2 separate regions of the Pan troglodytes genome follow, and region 2 is linked to region 1. The links are chromatin contacts, called in public Hi-C maps. All regions are on one chromosome and are shown on one strand. Each heading gives the region's core, a stretch centred on a gene start, on an enhancer-like site or on the middle of the called end of the contact. The rest is flanking DNA. Distances are from core to core; before and after follow the strand shown.

The links. A called contact is a pair of places that touch in the nucleus more often than the background predicts.
Region 2: a Hi-C map of induced pluripotent stem cells shows a contact between it and region 1, with 2.7 times the contacts expected there. The contact joins the promoter of ACSL6 here to the enhancer-like site in region 1. A contact is called at or near these places in 4 of 7 Hi-C or Micro-C datasets (blood, induced pluripotent stem cells and stem cell-derived neural progenitor cells), 1 of 1 datasets of contacts at active chromatin or transcription factors (stem cell-derived excitatory neurons) and 1 of 1 other capture datasets (stem cell-derived neural stem cells).

The regions. Positions count from the first base shown.
Region 1 is chr4:129,360,723-129,364,130 of NHGRI_mPanTro3-v2.0_pri, reverse strand. The region is part of intron 4 of RAPGEF6 (Rap guanine nucleotide exchange factor 6); the gene reads left to right. Among named protein-coding and RNA genes, the nearest start is that of RAPGEF6, 48 kb to the left of the region's middle. Within about 2 kb of position 1,785, at least 10 of the 24 cell types and tissues checked have an H3K27ac peak or open chromatin away from gene starts, as enhancers often do. A contact at or near this core is called in induced pluripotent stem cells, stem cell-derived excitatory neurons and stem cell-derived neural stem cells, where this site is marked.
Region 2 is chr4:129,774,426-129,777,833 of NHGRI_mPanTro3-v2.0_pri, reverse strand. ACSL6 (acyl-CoA synthetase long chain family member 6) reads left to right here and starts at 1,849. Exons shown (of 21, transcript NM_001280466.1): 1 at 1,849-1,912. The coding sequence starts at 1,906.

The DNA of each region.
Region 1 (3,408 bases), core at 536-3,035:
TATAAGGGTTCACACTCTGGAGCCAGACTTCATGAGTTCATATCTGCTCTACTATTTCTTGGGCAGATTACTTAATTTCTTTGTGCCTTACTTTGCTCATTTGTAAAATGAGCATAATAATACAACCTCTTTCATAGCATAAGCTAGTTCTGAGAAATAAATGACTTACTCTACGTAAAGCTCTTAGAACAGTGCCTGGCTGTTAGAAGTAATCGTTAATTATTTTAACTATTAGGTAAAAGAGAAGGGTGGTAGAAAGAAGGTCAGTTGTGGAATTCTGTTAGTAATTATTAAGATTTTAGGGCCTCAACGTATGCTTTAGTGACATAAAAATTTAACTTTTTGTGACTTTTTCCCCAAAATGTTGAGAAGAAATTTCTAGGCTTTTAAAGTAAGACTTCCAATTGTAGTTAATTTAGTGGCATAACTATTTAACATAAATATCAGGATATGGGACATCTCAATTTAAATATCATTTTAGAAGTCATGCCTTGACTCCTGAAACTTTACATCATTGGCCTTTGGTTAAATGAAATGTGCTAATTGACCAGTTGAATAACACATATAGTTGACTGTATTTATAAATATATAGTAGTTCTTGGTTTTTTTGAGCTTTTTGGCCATTGTTCCTTTTCCCTGTATTTGTGAAACTCACATTAATGAATTTGTATTGTTAGTCCCTGAGAACTGAATATGCTGGATTGATATTGCCTATGGTTATATTTTAAGATTATTAGTATTTTTCTGTTGAACACTCCTGCTGTTCTGAATGGTCAAGATCTTTGTTATGAGGACTTTTAATAGCCCTTAATCAACTGCAATAATTCACTACTAGTTTGTGATCAAGACAATGAAGTTTATCTTTTTAAGTAAATAATCAGAATGTTTGAGATTTTAGAAAAATCATGGTATGCATTAATGTAATCATAAACTTCACAGGAAACATGATTATGGAAGTTTAATCTTTATTCTAAAGAATAATACTGATTAGGGAATTTGTATCTTTTGTGTGAAAGATTTATAATAGGCTATTGTAGGTTCATTTTTAGGATTTGTGAGTTACTATAACAAACTACCTGGAATAATGCTTAGCATATATTAAGCATCAAGTAATTTTTGGCTTCTTCAGTCAGAATACAGAAACCATACCGTAATTGGAACAAGTGAAGTTTGATTTTTTTATTATTATGATTTTTTAAATTTGAGACAGAGTCACTGTTGCCCAGGCTGGAGGGCAGTGGCACGATCTTGGCTCACTGCAACCTGCGCCTTCTGGGTTCAAGCAATTCTCCTGCCTTAGCCTTCCGAATAGCTGGGATTACAGGTGTGTGCCACCACGCCCAGCTAATTTTTGTATTTTTAGTAAAGACAGGGTTTCACCATGTTGGCTAGACTGGTCTCAGGCTCCTGACCTCAAGTGATCTGCCCGCCTTGGGCATTACAGTGCTGTGATTACAGACATGAGCCACTGCACCTGGCCTGAGCAGGTAAAGTTTAATTTTAAAATTAAACTAGTTCAAGGGATTAGCTACTAAGAAGGATAAAGCAGAATACCCTACAGCTGAGGGCGAGTTCCCAAAGACAAAACAAACTTGAAAGGGAGACAGACCCCTTCCTCACGACTAGAGTTGAGACTTGGTTGAAGAATGTTAGTTGCAGCCCAATAAATAGCAGAGACATTCACTGGGTTGCTCTGGGACAGAGCTGGTCCACAGTTGTCTGGTCAAGGCTGGCAGGAAGGGGAAGGGAACTGCTGACCAGGAGTGGCACGTAAAAGAACCCCCTTACCAGGATGCAGATGGCCCCTGAAGCTGGGGACAGGAAACAGAAGCCCTCCAATTGCAGAGGAAAGACTTTCTTACTGCAGTGTTACTCTAGCACCCTCTGCTGACAAAACTGTAACATTTTCAGCTAGCAAAGGAGAACATTTACACAATTCTCATCCTTATCACAAAGTATGGCAATAAAGGGTAGATTTGAAGCTGAGAGCCAGTATGTTTGGAGAGGCAGTAAATAACTGTCACAGTCCACTCCCCTGGCTGCTCAGCTTCCTTATGAATGCTTCTAAACACACTTGAAATTCCATTCAACAATCTGTGTCTACGTAACAAGACAAAACTATCCTTTATACAAATGAAGTTCTTACCCTCTCCCCCAAATAAGGAGACACACAACAACAATCATTGCTAGCTATATTTGTATGTAATCTGTCATAGTGCCTCTGAATATTCTGTTAACTAAAGACTACCTTATAAAGTTTACCTTCAATATCTTATACCATATATATAGTAAGCAAAGAGAAAATGCAAAAAGCTACTTACTACAGTCTTTGTTTCTATAATGGGACACAAGGCTATAGTTCATATCTCTGTCTTTCACTACCCATTCAGTATTTCTTGCCTCAACTAAAACTTCAGCTGTTCTGTGTCCTTTACTTTGTGATTGGAACAAAACTTTAATTTTGATGTGTCTTCAACTATCCTGCCTTTTTCTTAGTTGCTGTAGTTTTTCATTAACCTTTTTTTTTTTTAAGACAGAGTCTCACTCTGTCACCCAGGTTGGAATGCAGTGATGTGATCCCAGTACACTGCAATCTCTGCCTCCCGGGTTCTGGCAATTCTCCTGTCTCAGTCTCCCAAGTAGCTGGGATTACAGGCATGCACCACCATGCCCGGCTAATTTTTATACTTTTTGTGGAGACGGGGTACCATGTTGGCCAGGCTGGTCTTAAACTCCTGACCTCAAGTGATCTGCCTCCCTTGGCCTCCCAGAGTGCTAGGATTACAGGTGTGAGCCGCCTCGCCTGGCTGTTTTCCATCAATCTTTATTGGTTTTTTTGTTGTTGTTGTTGTTGTTGTTTTTTAAGACGGAGTCTCACTCTGTTGCCCAGGCTGGAGTGCGGTGGCTCAGTCTCGGCTCACCTCAACCTCTGCCTCCCAGGTTCAAGTGATCCCTCTGCTTCAGCATCCCAAGTAGCTAGGACTGTAGGTGTGCACCACCACATCCGGCTAATTTTTGTATTCTTAGTAGAGATGAGGTTTCACCATGTTGGCCAGGCTGGTCTCGACCTCCTGACCTCAAGTGATCCACCTGCGTTGGCCTCCCAAAGTGCTGGGATTACAGTGTGAGCCACCCTACAGTGTGAGCCACCGCACCTGGCCCCATTAATCTTTAATAGTGGGCATGGCAATACTAACAGGAGCATAAGAGAATGGCCTAAGTTCCAGATGTAGTCTTTCTTGCCTACATTTTGTGCAGTAACCCATTTTTCCTCTGCTAATTGGAATCAGTCACGTGGGCCAGTAGACTAACCTCTTTTGCTGCCTGTTGGTTTAATGACTAGGTAGAAGTCTCTAGTTGAGTGGAACCATTGTTGTGTTTACTGGTAGAAGCAATACTCTTTTGTAC
Region 2 (3,408 bases), core at 600-3,099, 410 kb before region 1:
AAGAAGACCTTGGGAACTCAGGACAGGAAAGAACAAGTCCCATTACTCAGTGGAAGGAACAGGCCTAGAGAAGAGAGAGACCTGGCCATGATCCCACAACCAGGCTAGGGCCTTTCTGTCCCCATCTCTCAGGGGAAGCCAAGCCATGCTCAGAGGAAAACAGAAAAATACTTGGCTAAGCTAGAATCAGTCACAGCTCCAGTACTGGTTTTTGAATTAAAATATTCACAAGTAGCAGAGACATCTGTAGGGAGAGTAACGGGATGCGACATCCTGCTGGAGGCCAAGCTAAATGTGTCCCATGACATCACTCTGAAGAGGAGGCTGCCAGAGCCGCATAGGGCCCGGAGTGCTCCTGCAGCTGAGTGCCGCAGAGGCCTGAGGCTTGCAGCCTGGCTCCTGGCCCCCTGCTCTGTGAAGAAATGCTCTGTTGGCCCACTGGCCTATGGGGAAATTACCTGACCACCTCCCTATACCAGTCTGGTCTGGGGAGATATGTTCTTTCTGCCCAGCCTTCTGGTTCCTCTGGGTCTCCTCTTCAGTACCAGCAGATCTCCAGTTACTCTGCTGCCAGTGGGAGTGTATGGGTGGGGTGGGGGGATTCTGAAAGCCATGTTACTTGCTGGGAGGAGTCCTGCCACACAGCCTCTGTCACACCCTCTTGGAGGAGCCCTGCCAAGCTTGAGATCCCAGCAAAGTCCCTGCCAGGCTGTGGCTGAGTTCAAGCTGGAGCAGCTCTCCCAGGAGTCCAGATCCTATGATGGAGAAGGTGTAGGATCCTATTGTAAAGATTGGAAGTGACTCAGAGGCACACATCTGCACACTTGCACCACTACAAGGTGCACACAGGCCTGGGCACATACATGCCATGTACTCGTACTACAGATACAGGCCCCCACACACACCCAGCTGCTGAGCTGTGGGCGCACATGCATTCATGGCTGATGGTCTCTGGTGGGCCTGAAGAGATCTCCTGCTCTTCCACTCTCTGCTTCCTGACTTCTGCTCTCTGGTTTTCTATCCTCTTCTTTCTGGGCTGTGGCTCAGCCAGCTCCTGGCCTGGGAGGGCTGCGTATAGAGAAGGCCCGGCTGCCTGAGCGCTGTCCTCGGTGCTGGAGTCCTGGTGGGCTCTGCATGCTTGAGGAAAACAAGCAAGGGCATTGGGAGGAGGTGATCTTGCTTGGAGGTGCAGATGTTCATGGGGTGCCCACCAGGATGCCTACCCTTATTATTTCAGAAAATGTGCAACTGGGCTTCCTCCTTTCAATGGCAGACACTGCAACAGGTGTCCAAGCCCTCTGCCCAGCAGTGTGGGCATCTGTGGCTGTGTGTGGCTATATGGCCATTCATTGTGGCTATGAGGGGCTTCTTGAGACCTCGTGTGCCACATACAGTTGTGTACGAAGATCATGATTTCCTCATGAGACACCTGTGATTCCATGTGGCTGCCTGTGACCATGTTACTACTGGTGAACACATATGGCAGCCTGTGATCACACTGAGTCTCCTGTGACCTTGCGTAGCCTCAGACCTGAACTCGTGCGTCCCCAGATGATCTGGGCACTATCTGGTCTAGCTGCCCGATTTGTCAGAGCCTAGGTGAAAACTTGCCACTCCCTCCCCTCACTGATTTGCAGAGGTGGCACCCGGAGGCTCCCCATGTCTGCAAAATTGGGTCCTAGGGGGCGTTGGTGTCAGCAGGCACCAGCCCACAGGAGTGTGCACCTCCTAGGACAGGTAACCGCGACCCGGCTGCCATTCGAGCCTGCCCAGCCATAAAAGCCAGGATGCGAGCCGCGCGGGGGCAGGGTCGCGTGTTGATGGGGTGGGTGGCGGCGGGGTGGGCTCAATGTCACGCTCTGGCGCTCGTCGCCCGTGCTCCCCCTTCCAGCCGGTTTCCGCAGAATGACAGGTACTGACGTTGGGGAGCGGGGCCGGAGAGGGCTGGTTCGCTCTGCGGCCGGGCCCCTCCCCCGCCCGGGAGCTTGGCGGTTCCGACACCGCGGTCAGTGCGGGGCAAGCCCCAGACCCGGCCAGGCTGCAGGGCAGGGAGTAAGGCTCGGTTGCGAGTGCGCGCCGCGCCCTCCCCCTTGAGCCGTCTCCGCAGCGGCGCGGGGAGGCGGGAGCTGCGGGGCCGGAGGGCGGGGGCTAAAAATACCCGGCAGCGGCGGCGGCGGCGCGGCTACTGCTGGGGCTGCTGGGCTGCGGGGCTGCGGGCCGGGGAGGCCGGGCCGGGCCCCGCTGACCGCCATGCTGACCTTCTTCCTCGTGTCGGGGGGCTCCCTCTGGCTATTCGTAGGTAAGTGCCCGTCCTGTCCGCGTCCGGGACTCCCATCTCCCGCAGGCTATGAGGTCTTCGCCCGAGGTGGAGGTGTTACATCTCCGCGGCCGCCGAGCCCCCATCGCCTGCTGCTGAGCTGTCCCGTCAAGGTCCCCAGGGCCGCCTAAGTACACCCTCCGCCCCCAGTTCTCGCGGGCTCCGGGCCGGGTTTGGGGAGCACCTGGGTCTGCGGAGGGAGATAGGGGGCTTGCTCTCTGCGACCCCACCACAAACCCCCGCCGAGTTCTTGCGTCCCCCTTCCCTGATGGCAAGGACCATCCGCGGATCAGATTAGGCCCTGAGCCAAGGCCAGGAACAGACATTGCGTCCTTGTCCATCTCCTGGGACCAGAAACCGAGGGTGTTGGTCCCCGAGGTCCCACAGCAGGTCAGCTATGTAACCCGGACTGACCTGGGCTTCCTGATCCCGGCGAGGGGCTTCCTCACGACCCCTCCCTGCCCGTCCTTCAGCCAGAGTACAAGATTTCTGTAAGGTAGGGTTCACCTGGCTCCTCTGCTCTGCCCAGGGCTGCTGTGTCTCCACTGTTTCCAGACCCCTCCCCTCCACCTCACAGGAGTCAGCTTCACCACTGCACTTCTTAGGCGGCTACAAGGACCCCTGCTCGATCCCGCCTCCGCGCTTACCTCCCTCAACCCCCCATACACCCACACCTGGAGTCTCACCACAGGCCCTTTTATCTGCCAGTTCTACTACCCGCACCGGCTACTTCCCCTCTCTGAGCCTGGGGTCCTCCAGAATATAATACCACTAAAGGATCTCCACCTCCACCCCAACCCCCATGTGCAGATTCAGCCTGATAATTTGTGTGCAGTGCTTGATCCTTAAATTGGCCTTAAACCTGTCCTAGGCCACAGCAAATGCTCTATGAATGTTAGTGTTTATTATTATCTCACATTCAAACAGCACCATCAGAAGTGGTAATAAAGCTTTTTCTGAGCCAAGGAAGGGGAGGAAGTTGACCCTTTTGAAATCCTTACCTGAGGCTTTGTATGTGTTATTTAATATTCATGGAAAACCCTAGGAGGTCGGTGGCACCATCCCTTTTTTTACTGAGTTCAGAGGTCAGT